Regions from separate parts of the Sus scrofa genome. Here region 1 is linked to region 2. The links are chromatin contacts, called in public Hi-C maps. All regions are on one chromosome and are shown on one strand. Each heading gives the region's core, a stretch centred on a gene start, on an enhancer-like site or on the middle of the called end of the contact. The rest is flanking DNA. Distances are from core to core; before and after follow the strand shown. Region 1 overlaps PTPRG (receptor-type tyrosine-protein phosphatase gamma). Region 2 holds the start of PTPRG (receptor-type tyrosine-protein phosphatase gamma).

What was found. Hi-C and Micro-C count contacts between places; a contact is called where the count stands out from the background.
Region 1: a Hi-C map of liver shows a contact between it and region 2, with 2.1 times the contacts expected there. The contact joins the enhancer-like site here to the promoter of PTPRG in region 2. A contact is called at or near these places in 1 of 5 promoter capture datasets (liver), 5 of 47 Hi-C or Micro-C datasets (embryonic fibroblasts, liver and skeletal muscle) and 1 of 2 datasets of contacts at active chromatin or transcription factors (skeletal muscle).

The regions. Positions count from the first base shown.
Region 1 is chr13:43,434,431-43,441,253 of Sscrofa11.1, reverse strand. The region is part of intron 3 of PTPRG (receptor-type tyrosine-protein phosphatase gamma); the gene reads right to left. Among named protein-coding and RNA genes, the nearest start is that of PTPRG, 310 kb to the right of the region's middle. Within about 2 kb of position 4,008, at least 5 of the 83 cell types and tissues checked have an H3K27ac peak or open chromatin away from gene starts, as enhancers often do. A contact at or near this core is called in liver, where this site is marked.
Region 2 is chr13:43,129,162-43,135,726 of Sscrofa11.1, reverse strand. It overlaps PTPRG (receptor-type tyrosine-protein phosphatase gamma), which reads right to left and starts at 2,941. Exons shown (of 31, transcript XM_021070772.1): 1 at 2,092-2,941; 2 at 1,191-1,233. The coding sequence starts at 2,109.

The sequences.
Region 1 (6,823 bases), core at 2,759-5,258, 300 kb before region 2:
GATAGAAATATTTAGGTTATATCATGACTTGGGGAGGGAAGTGATACTGGCGTCTAGTGACTTGAAGCCAGCAATGCCTCTAAACATCCTACAATACAGAGGACAGCCCCCCACCCCCAATCGTGAATTACATGGCCCCAAATATCAATAGGTCCGACGTTGAGAAACACTATTGCACAGGAACGCAGACCTCCAACGATAATCAGAGCCACTGACTTTCCAACAATGTCCACGGTCCTTAAGAGGTCCATCAGAAGACAACTAAGGAGATGAAAAGGACGTCAAGAGGATACAGATCTGGACTAAGATTTTCTCTTCATGTCTATGGGGGAGGGGGTGTGGGAAAGTATTTGAGTGGAATGCTCTGTACCTAAAAATACTACATCTAGTCAACTCTATATTCTCAAGAAAAAATGATAACTGAACTTTCCATTAAAGAAAGGAGCTATCACTTTTACTATCACTAACTTCCTCCTTACTCTGTTCATGGACCACTCAAACAGCTAGAAAAATCCCCTTAAAAAACAACATGACAAGGACATAAATGATATGATAAGGATGTTAAGAAGGTAATAAATGAGTGAAACAGGCCAAAAGGAGATGACAGGGAGTGGTTGGGACTGTGAGAAAAAAAGATGCATGCTATGTCTTAAGAGGCCAGTGGCTACCCAGTCTAACCTGTTGCAATAAAAAAGACATTGACCTAGTAGAAATCTCCTGGTTTAAAGAGACTAAAATTTCTAACTTCCATCTCAATACGTTACTGTGTCCAGAGGACAAATATTTGCAACCACTGTCAGGTAATGTCCTTCTTTCCCCATCCACATCCAAGATTCTTGGCTAAATATCATGCAATCACTCTGACTCTTTAAGCTTTTCCTTGTATTACGTGGTTTTATTTTATTTCATTTATTTATTTATTTTGTCTTGTTGCCTTTTCTAGGGCCACTCCCACAGCATATGGAGGTTCCCAGGCTAGGGGTCGAATTGGAGCTGTAGTCACCGGCCTACGCCAGAGCCACAGCAACGCAGGATCTGAGCCACGTCTGGAACCTACACCACAGCTCACGGCAACACTGGATCCTTAACCCATGAAGCAAGGCCGAGGATCAAACCCACAACCTCATGGTTCCTAGTCGGATTCGTTAACCACTGTGCCACAACGGGAACTCCCTCGTATTACATGGTTTTAGATCTTCTCTTTTCTGAATGCATCTGAAAAGAAGAATTCTAGAAAAGGTGGTATGGAGGAGATAAATAGTCTAAAAGGTTTTTTTAAAAAATATATTTATCAATTGAATTGTTAACTTGTCTGCCTCTAATAACTATCCTCTAAGTTTCTTATGAACTACTATTTCTCTAGAACATCAGTCACGTCTGGTATTTGGTAAGCACTCGAGAAATATTTGGTGACTAAATGAATTTTAAAATCCTGATTAGTTTGCCTGATGTGACCATTCTACTAATAGAGCCAGAGAATATGAAGCTTCACTATAATAGAGTGAAGATGTATAGAAAAGGAAGTGTCACTAGAATCATCAACGGGTCAAATTTTCATGTGAATGTAAAACAAACCAAGTCCAGTAAAAAGCTGCGTGCTGCAGTGGAAACAACCTCCAGTTCAATCTTCCACAGCCTCACCTATAAGTTAATTTCAGTTTGTTTCATTATAATGTAAAGAATGTTAAAAACATCACATAAGATTATATACATGGTCTGAGAAGGATAAATCTCACCTTACAATGCCTAAAGAAGCCAAGGATGTCCAATCTCATCACTGGTATTCATCACCATACTGGAGGATCTAGCCATAGTGGAGGTTCTAGCCAAGGCAATTAGGCAAGAAAAAGAAATAAAAGGCATCTGGATCAGAAATGATAAAGGAATACTATCTCAAGTCATGTAAGATATGACCTTGTACACAGAAAGGCCTTAAAAAAAAAAAAAACCCACTAAAAGATGATTAAGGCTAATAAATAAATTCAGTAAGTTTGCAGGATATAGGATCAATATATAAAACTCAGTGGTTTTTCTATACACTAGCAATGAACAGTCCAAAAAGTAAATTAAGATCATCAAAAACAATAAAGTCCTTCAAAACAAATTTTGCAAAAGAAGTATAAAACTTGCATACTGAAAATGAACACTACAAAGAAATCACGAAAAGAAATTAAAGACCTAAGTAAATGGAAAGCCATCCCATGTTCTCATATCAGAAGGCTTCAAATTTGTACTAGTATTCCAATTTGCGCTGAACCTGAGGACACAGAGATAAACAGCCTAGGAGCCTACAAAGAAAGTTGTCCCTCAAGGTTTTTTATTGCCTTATTAATCAATGTTCTAATTGTCTGATCATTATGTAAAGTAAACAGCTTTATCGCCCTAGAGCTCACACTTCCCAATTATTTTTGGAAGGAATTTTTAGAACTTTGGTATATTTCTTATCAAAAAGGAAATGAGGTAAATTCCACAGGCTTAAACTCACGGTGAACCTATGGTGGTTCTTAATGATGGCTACTTTTCTGTTTTTTATACCCTTGATTAGACTTTCTTTCTATCCCTATATGGCAATAGTTGAAAAGATCCAGGAATTCTGATATAGACAGGTTGGTGATCTTATAGAAATATCAGGCATTACTGGTTAAACCATGTCACTTGATCCATCTACAAACTGTAAAGCATATTACAATATCCTACACTCCAATGTCACAACTGTAGTAGCATTCCATGGTGTTTTACAAGCCCAGGAAAGTGTCAAGTCACATTCAAAAAAGAAATGCGTTATCAAACAAAACCGGTGTTCACATGTTATATTTTCTAGCCTGACTTGACAATCAACCACTAAAGAAAACCAAAAACAAGAGATAAAAGAATGAAATCCTATAGCTCATGTTTATTACCCAAGTCACTGAATGAAGAAGGCTCCCCAGGGCAAAGGGATCTATCATTCGGAAGGCTTGTCAGGTCTCCCCAAATTAATTTCTTTCCACGAGATGCAGCATATTCCCCAATATTCATAAAAGGCTCCATCAATAAAACTGAAAATGTTAAGTGTTTCAGTGAGTTTGGGTGATAAATGCCAGACTATGAGCAACAATTCTGATACCCTGACACTTTTGGTGAAAATTATCTCATACAGAAAAGTCCCACATTTAACAACAGAGATCTCAGGAAGTACTTCTCTCACTTAATAAGCCTTGGCAGCATTTCAAATTAAATACTCTATTGTGCAAGGAGCTAATTATGTTAAGATTAGACTCAAAGAATGATAGGGACATTTACTGTACTTTCAGTAATTATGCCAGCCTTCTATACTCAGGAACACAAAGTGTTCTTCCTAATTTTGAAAGGTGTCACTGCTAACCCAATAAATTCCACAATACACACAGCTTGCTCAGAGTTTAAATATTTTGGAACCAAAGAGGTATTTCTTTCACCAACTAGAATTCATTTTATATTTTCTCTCCCTTAATGCCATTATTTTCATTGTTTCTATCCCAAGGCGTCAGAAGTTACTATATGTAAACATGTCAAGAGCCTATGGGCCTGTTTCTGACACGCCACTAAATAATCAGTGCTTTTCCAACCAAGGCCTACGCACAACTAGTGAACTTTATTTATTTATTTTTTTGCTTTTTAGGGCCGCACTTGAGAGGCATATGGAGGTTCCCAGGCTAGGGGGTCAAGTCAGAGCAGCAGCTTCCAGCCTATGCCAAAGCCACAGCAATGCAGGATCCAAGCCAAGTCTTTGACTTAGACCTTAGCTCACGGCAACGCCAGATTCTTAACCCACTGAGCTAGGCCAGGGATCGAACCCGAAACTTCATGGTTCCTAGATGGATTCGTTTCCACTGCACCACAATGGGAACTCCTATTTAGTGTATTTTTATTAACCGCTCAAATATGATTAATTTCTGCAAGTTGTTTGGTCAGCTGTTTCCTCCCCACTTCTGGTCTAATGATAAACTACAAAACAACCTGTGTGGTTTCTCTGCGGTTTACATATTAACCCCCTACTGGGAACCTCAGCATTTGTACCAATGTTTAAAAACACAAAATTAACTTCTGAGGGCCGGGCCAGCACTCTCAAATACGTCTCTACTGCTGCAAAATATTAACGGTCTCAATACTTAGAAAATAAATATACAAACACCAAGTCACACTTCTGTGCTCCCTGTGGGTCCACACCATTCTAAAAATTAAATAAAAGCCAGAAATTGCAGAATTTAAATATGACTTCTCTGCAAATTAAATATAAAGTGTTCTTATATTTGGACTCAGACATTTGATATCTAGGAAGCTGCACTTTAGATACAAAAAAACCAGACAAAAATGGACGCTAAGATTGTGCAAGGCAAGGACCCCACACTGTCTTTATGGTATAAAAACATGTCTAAGTTAAAAGCTACTTTTCTTTTCTTTCCTTTTTTTCTTTTTAGGGCCAAACCTGCGGCATATGGAAGTTCCCAGGATAGAGGTTGAATCGGAGCCACAGCTACCTGCCTATGCCACAGTCACAGCAAAGCAGGATCTCAGCCGCATCTGCAACCTATACCTGGTTTGGGGCAATGCCAGGTCCTTAACTCTCTGAGCAAGGCCAGGGATCAAATCTGCACCCTTATGGATACTAGTGGGGTTCTCTAAAAGCTACATTTCTTAATTTTTTTTTTAAGTAATACACAGAAGAGAGGAGCCATCCAACACTTTATAAATATAACTGGGAGACAGTTAAAATTTCCATAAATAAGTAGTTAAACACATTATGACAGATTTTAAAAAATGTCATATTTTATAGCAAATAAATGACATAAGGTAGAAATATAGGTACTTTACAAAGTCATGAATTACTGTTCAGTGGCGAAAGAGGAAGGCAAGGTACAGAAGGGCTTTTACAGTATGATGACATTGTGTTTCACACATTATCACCTAGACAGACATTGGGGAACTCGAACTCCTGAATTTGTAGCTAACTTTTAACAGTGGGGGTAGTACAGTAATAAGGTAAGGGGAAGTGGAAATAGGAAATGAGCAGGAGAAAATATGTTTCTACTTTCCATTATTTGGTTTTTCACAATATGCCTATTACTTCTATAATAATTTTTTAAAATGCCAAGTCCTAACCTCAAAAATTTACCAATGTATCCCTTCTGTAAAAAAATTAATTTGCTATTTAATGTTTAGAACTGATACTTTCACAGGTTTATAATCCATAAAACTAATACATCTGTGAACTATTTACATAAATTGCTATTTAAATTGTTATCTAGATGAGCAAACAACAGAAACTATTTAACTTGTTTCACTGTGGATAATAATTACCACTTTTGAAAACAACCAGCTTATTTTGAACAAATTTTAGAATCACAGAAAAGTTGCAAAAATAATATAGTTTTCCATATACCCCTCACCCAGCTTCCCCAAAATGTCATCTTATATAACCACAGTCCAATTATCAAAGCCAGGAAACTATCATTGGCAAGATGCTATTAATGGAAAGACAGACCTTATTTGAATTGTTCCAGGTTTTTCCTTAACATCTTTTTCTAGTTCCAGAATCCCATGTTGCATTCAGTTATTTTTCCTTAGGGCCCTACCCCCACCCCTCATACAACAATTTCTTAGTCCTTCCTGATCTTTCAAATTCTTGACAAAGGAGTCCTGATGAGTTACTGTAGAATGTCCCTCAATTTGGGGGATCTGATGTCATCCCAGGAATGGAGATTATGCATTTTTGGCAAGAGTACCCCAGAAGACGTAAAATAACACTGGGTCCTTCCTAATAACTGTTTTTGATTGTATAAAAATCTTTCATTGATATTGGGCTATTGAATGCTCAAATGTACAAACATTATTTGCAATGCTTTTTTCTTTTAATTTTTAAAGAAAAACTGCCTTTAGTCAATCATGGTTAAGACTTTAAAAAGTAGGAAGTAGACATCAATGATAAGGTTTCTCCACTGACAGTTGTGCCCTTCACCTTGGGTTCTTCTCAAAGGGGAGTCTGATTCTCCGCAAAAGATGGGATTGGAAAAAAACTCAACCATCTCTGTAAGATTTGTTCTCCAGTTACATCCCTAGAAAGGAATGATGGCACTTTTACAAATAAGAATAGAAAGACCTTGGCAAAGACTTGAAGCCAGTCTATGAAACGTGTGTGTCACTGAGGCACATCTCCAAGCAGACAGCCTTCCATCTGATAGATGTCTGAAATCGCTCACCATCAAAGTCCCAAAATATAAATACAGAGCAAATTTCTCTTTTGGAGCCACTAGGTAACCTTCATTTTGAAACACTTTCCAGTTCCCCCTGTGTATAAATAGAGGAGTTTACTGATTAATGAAGGAGCCTGCGTAATTAACATTAAAAACATTGTGATTCTTTTAAAGGAGGCGCCTCTCTTTCTAAAAGCCCCTTGCCATGCAGATGGCATTCAAGTACTTCTCACAACATCCGAGGCAATCCCAGGGCCCTTCTGAAATTGTTCCCCGAATAATGTCAATAGCAACGACTTCTTCCAGTGTCAGTTGCTGAACCCGAAGGCAGAGAAAGACAGCGCCAGCCTCTCTTAACACTCTACATTCTAATCAGGTCTGTGCTTTGACCTATGATTTCTACACCCTGCATAGAGAAGTAAATGAGAAGAGGGATCAAAAGCCAGAGCAAGAGATGTCTTGAGATCTTTATCCACCCTGAATCTCCCTTCTTTAGAGAAGGGCACATGCGGGAGGGAAGAGAGGAAGGAGAACTTCTAAAGGTAACAATTTTCTATTCCTTCTTCTCCTGTACACTTGTTAAAGTCCTAGGATATTCACAACTTAATAGG
Region 2 (6,565 bases), core at 1,692-4,191:
GTGGGCTATTTATTTACCTCGCAGCGTTGGCGCGCATAGTAAATGTGGAAGATGAAAACTGTCCCAGCCCCACACAGGCGGCATCACTGGCAGTCCCATTTTGGATTTCAGGTTTCCTCAGACATCAGTAAAAAGAAAATCCCAGCTGGCCCACTGACTCCACACCCGAACATAAGGAGAAGGCCAGAAGTGGACATTAGAAATTCCTCATACTTCTCAAGGTTGTGCTCCTGCTGCTTCCCACTGCCCCCATTAAAGCGTGACCCTTACAAAGCTCGACGCCAGTAAGCACCTGAGCCCACTCAGCCGGCAAGTCTATTGCAAAGAAGAAAGTCTAGAGGGGGAAGATGATTAACATAAATGCTGAGCGGGGGTTGGGGGATGAAGGGGCACATTTTTAAGAGTAAGTGTCCACATCTCCTCCAGCCCCTGGTGGAGGCAGAATCCTGGTGGGCAACTCCGGGCCTCAGGCTAAGTGTGGACACACGTCCTCGTTCGGCATCTAAGCTGGGATTCTGGGCTGTGGCAGGAGTTCCGTGCGGTTCTGGGGGCAAGAGGATGCGCAGAGGGAAAAGGGGGTTACCGAAGAAAAGGGGCAGGGCTTTGGCTCTCTGTCCTTCGAGGGCACCCCCGTACCTGCAAAGGGGACACTCGCTGCCAGTCCCCGAGGGCAGCAAGAGCGCCCGCGCCCTGCTCTAGTGCTCATGACGGAGCTGGGGGACCCGCTGCACCAAAACCGTGCGCTCGGACCGCCAGGGGACAGGCGGCTGTGACCATCGGGGGGCATATTCCTTTTTTTTTCTGGATAACCCTCACCTCCGAGTATCTAGGAGCTGGTAGATGAGAAAGCAGAAAATAGGGGGGCGGGGGCCTCTTGTCCTTAGGAGAGTGAAAGATGGAAAACGAAATCGCCCCATTTTCCCCATCCCTTTTCCAATTAGGGCAGAGGGCTTGGCCTCCACTTCCCAGGAAGGGGCCGGACAGATTCAAGGGAGCTCGAGGCTGCAGCCAGGAGGGAGAAGGGGGCTGCAAGAGGGAAAATGTAGGCAGCTGGCCTCTGCCCTCCCGGAACAGAAAGAGAAAGGGGGTCGACCAGTGGAGGGCTGGAAGTCGAGGGTCGCAGAGCCGCACACTGCTACGTGCGGTGATTTATTATCTTCATCACTGATCAATACTGTTCCTGTCTTTACCCGAACAGAAAGGTGCGGGTCTGGGCTGCCAGCCGCGAACAGCCTGCAAAAGGGCAAAGATGAAGGTAGGTAGGGCGGGAGACGGAAAAAATCCGCCCCGGCGCGAATAGCAACCCAGTCGCCGACCCGCCCCCCACCACCCACACCCCCACCGAAGCTGTCCTGCCGACCAGAGTTGCGGGATAGAGGAGCCTCGGGCCCGGGCTAAGGGAGCCACGGATCTCCCTAAACCGTCTGCTCCCTGCCCTCCCACAACGGCCAGGGGCCCGGGCCCAAGAAAGCCCCTTTGCCGGAACCAAAGCGCAACCCGAGCCCCAGCCCCCGAGCCAGGGTCGCCCCTGACCCCTGGGACCGGAACGCAGGCTGTTCCCAACATCCCCGATTCTTCACGGCCAGCCTTCAGCTTCCACCGTCTGGGCACCAGCCTCCCCAAAGGGTCGGGGAGCAGCAAATCACGCCCCCCCATAAGCTCCTTCAAACCCCGTCTGAGCAAGGGGCGCACCCTGCGCCCCCCAAACCCACAAAGGCATCCTCCCCATTGCCCCGGTCTCAAAAACCCCAGAGCTCTAGCTCCCCCGAACAGCGGCGAATCAGCAGAATGAGTCTTCTTTTCTCCCGACTCCGGCCCCCTTAGGCCCCCCAAACCCGAGAGAAACACAGACTTCTGCGGCCCCCGGCCCCCTTCCCGGCCAGCCCCTACTTCCATCCTCCCCAACCGCCAGCCTCCCTAAATGCTGCCAGAGCCAGCGGAGCGTATCCCTCTCCCCTTCATGGGCGCCCGACCCCCCTCCACTCTCTCCGGGGTCCCGGGGACGGGTGCCTGAGCTCCGTGCCCCGGGAATAACTCCATATCCCCCGCGCGCGCCGGCCAGGGCCGCGTCCCTCGGCGGCCGGCACTCACCGGGGAAGCACACGACATAATGGAGCACGGAACTGGTGATTTTCAGGAACAAAATCCACCAACACGGTTCCAGTAACCTCCGCATGTCCGAAAACGCACATCGAAAAGAGGAAGGCAGGGGGGTGGTAAACTTGTTGAATAAGTTCTTGCCTCCGTGTGAGCCTCCAAGCCTGGGCTCTTCCCCTGCTCGCCCGCTCAACGGGCCCCCCGCTCTCGGCGGCCCAAGTCCCCCTGGAATCCGGGAAACCGCTGAGCGCCCCCCGGAAAAATCTCAAAAAGTGACCGGGAACGTGGAGCCACGCTGGGGACGATCCTCGGCGGAGAAGGGCTGTTTTCTGTTCAAATAGGAGCGAGCAGGGCGAGGAGTCGGCGCGCGGCGGCGATGCCCGGGGCCCGGGGCAGGCAGGGACTGAAGGCGGCGGCGGCGGCTAGCAGCCGAGGATCCCCAACTTGAATCGGCAGCGCAGCCCTAAAGCCGGCGGGCGGCGGCGGGGCTGAGCGCGGCACAGCGTCTCCGGGCTTCAGGCAGGCAGCTCCTTCCAGGGCCCCGGGAAGGAAGGAGGCATGTTTGCGAGCAGGGAAGGGGAGGGTAGTGGCAGGAGGAGCGAAGAGCCCCCCCAAAATAGAAACGGCTAGAGGAAACCAAGGAAAACACAAAGGATCTCAGAGGGGCGCTGGGGCGAGGGCGCCTTCAGTCCATGCTCCTGAAAGTTGTGGCTCCGGCGCGAGCTGGGGAGGATCGGGGAGCGCGGGGCTGGAAACTAGCCATGCCTCCATACAGGAAGTAACATGTGAGCATGGATCCTGGCAGAGACTTTAAAGCCGGCGAGCGAGCAGGGGGCGCGCGGCGGCGGTGGCGGCGGCGCGCGATCAAGGACGCGCGGAGACTGCGGGGACGCGCAGCGGGGCTGCCGGCAGCGGGCGCGCGCGCACCGCGCTCTTAAAGCAGCCACGCTCGGCTCCCGCCTCTGTGGGGTCCCACAGCCCACTTCTCTCCCCTCGCCAGGCCGGAGTGCTGTGGACTCGGCGGGGGCAGTTTGGGTGCCGAGGGCTGCTCTGGCTGGGTCTCGGAAAGCGGGAGAAGGGCAGCTGCTTCTAGGGGTCAGCGAGTCTTTGCCAGATTCCCGTTCAGCTAGCTCTTAAAGACGCCGCAGTTTGAGCGGCTTTGGCAGCTGTCCCCTGGACCCCGTCAGCGTTTTTCGCGGACGGGAGACTTGTAGGGGCCCAGGCTCGGGTTTGAAGAGAGGAGGGGGGCCGACGGCTGCCTTCATAGCGTGATGGGGTTTCGTGTTGGGTTTCCGCGCCTTGGTAGCGCCGCGGCGGGGCGCGCCCTGCTCACTCCTTGCTTGCGCCCCCCAGCCTGGCGAATTCCCCCGCTTTGGAAACAAAGCCGAATGGCCTTTGCACTCGGACTGAGCTTTGAGATTTAATTTTTTTCTTCATTTCTCTCTCTCTCTTTTCCTTTTCTTTTCCGCCTTCCATTGGCCATGTTCCCGACTGGGGAGAGGTGGGGGTGGGGAGGCATATCGATCCTAGGCTTTTGAAATCCTGTCCTTCCGAGTCCCACACCCCTTTTCCCGGCGCCACGATGGTTCGGTGGCAGAGTTTTCCCAACTCGCGGCTTCACAGGAGGAGGGAAGGTTCCCTTACTCCGGCCTGGTGGTGGAGAGGGTGCAGGAAGTGCGCCTCTTACCCCTGACTGGGTGAAAGCTGCGCCCCTGGGCAGGACCGATTTCCTGGCAGCTACTCGGGGAGCCGCAACCTCTTTAGCAATCGCGGAGAGGCGTGTGAGGGAAATGGGAGGACTGGGCTTATCTGTTAGAGTTTTGTCCCTTGGCTCTCGGTGAGAGAGATCTTTATCGCTAAGACTTCTAAGCGCCCTATTTTCCCCTCTTATGGCGGTGCTAAAAGTGGGGGAGGTGGGCTTTTGATTAAATGGGTAATTCAGCCAAAGTAATTAGCCATTTGTAATTTTTGCCTAATTTTTCTGCCTCAGTTTAAAAGCCATCTTGACTTGTTTTTATCATGCCCCTGCTGTTTCATCCCACCACGCAGGGTCCTCCACCCACCCAAACATCCCAACCGGATGCTAGGTTTTCAAATAATATACACATGTTCGAAATCCTCCCACAAGATGTGATTAGGGAAGTAGTTTTACACCCACACTTCCAAAAGAAAAACCTTTGAAAAGTTAAATTTGGGATTAGGGACTAATAAAAGCCAGGAAGTTCCTGGGGAGCCCTCCCCCTCCCATCTTTAGCAGAACGGAGTGAACACCCTGCCCCAGGGTGGGGAATGAGTTGAGTTTGTTTGTTTTGGAGTTTGGTCCTTCCTGGTTTTGTTGGAATCTTGATTCCCCCATAAATGCTTGAGAGGGTCAGTTTTCTTGGAAGTGTTGTATTTAAGGGATGTCCATAGGTCAGTGGAAACTTTTGAGAGGTTCATATAACCCCTATGTGTCTGGCTACCTCATTAAAAATTGAGTGATAAAATGAGGAAATCCCGAGGAATTTGAATCAGAACATAACACCTGGATAACCATCCCCAAATGAGTTCCTCCTTCGCAAAATGAATGTAATAAAAACTGTCATTTGGAATGCTTACCATGTACTAGGCATTGTGCTAAATTATTTCTCTAAACTGTTCATTCCACAAATATACTGAGCACTTATTGAGGGGAGGAGACAACTGGGGATACAGCCATGAACCAAAAGGACAGGCCCCTGCCCTGTGTGGAGCTTACCTTCCAAAGTGCAGGATACACTCTCTCACAGAGTCCTTACAACAGCTGCCATTGTTCAGAATTATTTTCCTCATTTATAGATCCAGAAACATGCTCAGAGCTGGGAATAATGGATTCCCAGCTAGTGAGTAGCACAGATGAGGTTCTCAGGTCTGTCTGCCTCCAGAGATGTGAAAAAGCAGAGAAATAATGTCTTGAGAAGATACTGAAATGTGGGATGGGAAGAAATGGTTTAGGAATGGGGGAAATCGCACATTGGTTTGGAGAATGAATTGCCACTGCCCTTATCATTTAGGAGGCCCCATAATAAAAATTAATGTCAGATTAGGTCTGGGCTGTTGAGTATCCTGGATGCCCAGGCTGAAGTGTACCAGAAAGTGCTCTTGGAAGAAACTTTCTACAACCCAGTCCCCACCAGTTCCACCAGTTCCCATAATAAAATAGAATGTTAAAGACATGACTCAGGATGCCTTTTCATTCACTCTACAATCAATCACAGAACAGCTCATACACACCACTCTATCAAGTGTTAGCAGTACAGAACGACAGGCAGTGGACCTAACAATGCTCCCTTTACCTGCTGATTACAACCCCCAGGTGATGATGTGAGGGCTTCATAATACGGTGAGCCATCCAGGGCAGTCGGTGTACTGGCCCTTGGAGTGCCAAAAAAGTATGAAGAGCCTTAGAAGTGTTTATCTACCCCATGGGAAGATAAGAAGGCTGCAAAGAGAAGGTGCTGGTTTTGGTAATAAATTATTCCCTAACTTAGTGGCTTAAAACAATACAGTACACGTTTATTACCTCACAGCTTTGTAGGTCAGAAGTTGGAGCACAACATAACTACTCCAGGTCTCCGTAGGCTGAAATCAAGGCGTCAGCCAGCATTCTCATCTGGAGCTCAGGGTCCTCTTCAGAATTCATTCAGATTATTGACAGAATCCAGTTCTTTGTAGCTATCAGCTGAATATCCCTATTTTCTTGCTGGCTAGAAGTAAGTTTCAGCGAGAGGCGACTTCAGGTCCCAGCCAGAGGGTCCCCTCACAACATGGCAGCTTATTACTTCAAAAGCAACAGTAGAATCTCCCTCCAGTCCACTCTGAAGGAGTCTTGGGAGTGACAATCGCATCACTTTTGCCATATGATGTAACCTTATGAAGGGAGTGACTACCCCATAACATTCACAGGTCTCACTCTCAAAGAGGGGATTATACACCAGGTGTAGGAATCTTTGGAATCATCCTAGAATTCTGCTTACCATAGTGCTGGTGATCTATTTTGAGTATACACTGGTAGCTAAAGGCAATATCTCCCAAGCCAGTCTATTTGGGTTCTTGTTACTTATACCTGCTCAACTATGGACAACTTAACCACTTAACCTCATCATTAGGTGCCTCAGTTTCTTCTTCCTTTGTAAAGAGGGAATAATAACTGCACCTACTCCTAAATTGAGAAGATTAGAAGAGGTTAAAGAGTTCCTGCTGTGGCTCAGGGGAAACAAAACCTGTGACTAGTGTCCATAAGGATGCAGGTTTGGTCCTTGGTCTCACTCAGTGAGATAAGGATCCAGCATTGCCATGACCTGTGGTGTAGGTCACAGACCTGGCTCAGATCTCATGTTGCTGTGGCTGTGGTGTAGGCCAGCAGCTGCAACTCCGATTAGACCCCTAGCCTAGGAACTTCATATGCCATGGGTACAGCCCTAAAAAGCAAAGAAGCAAAGAAATAAGG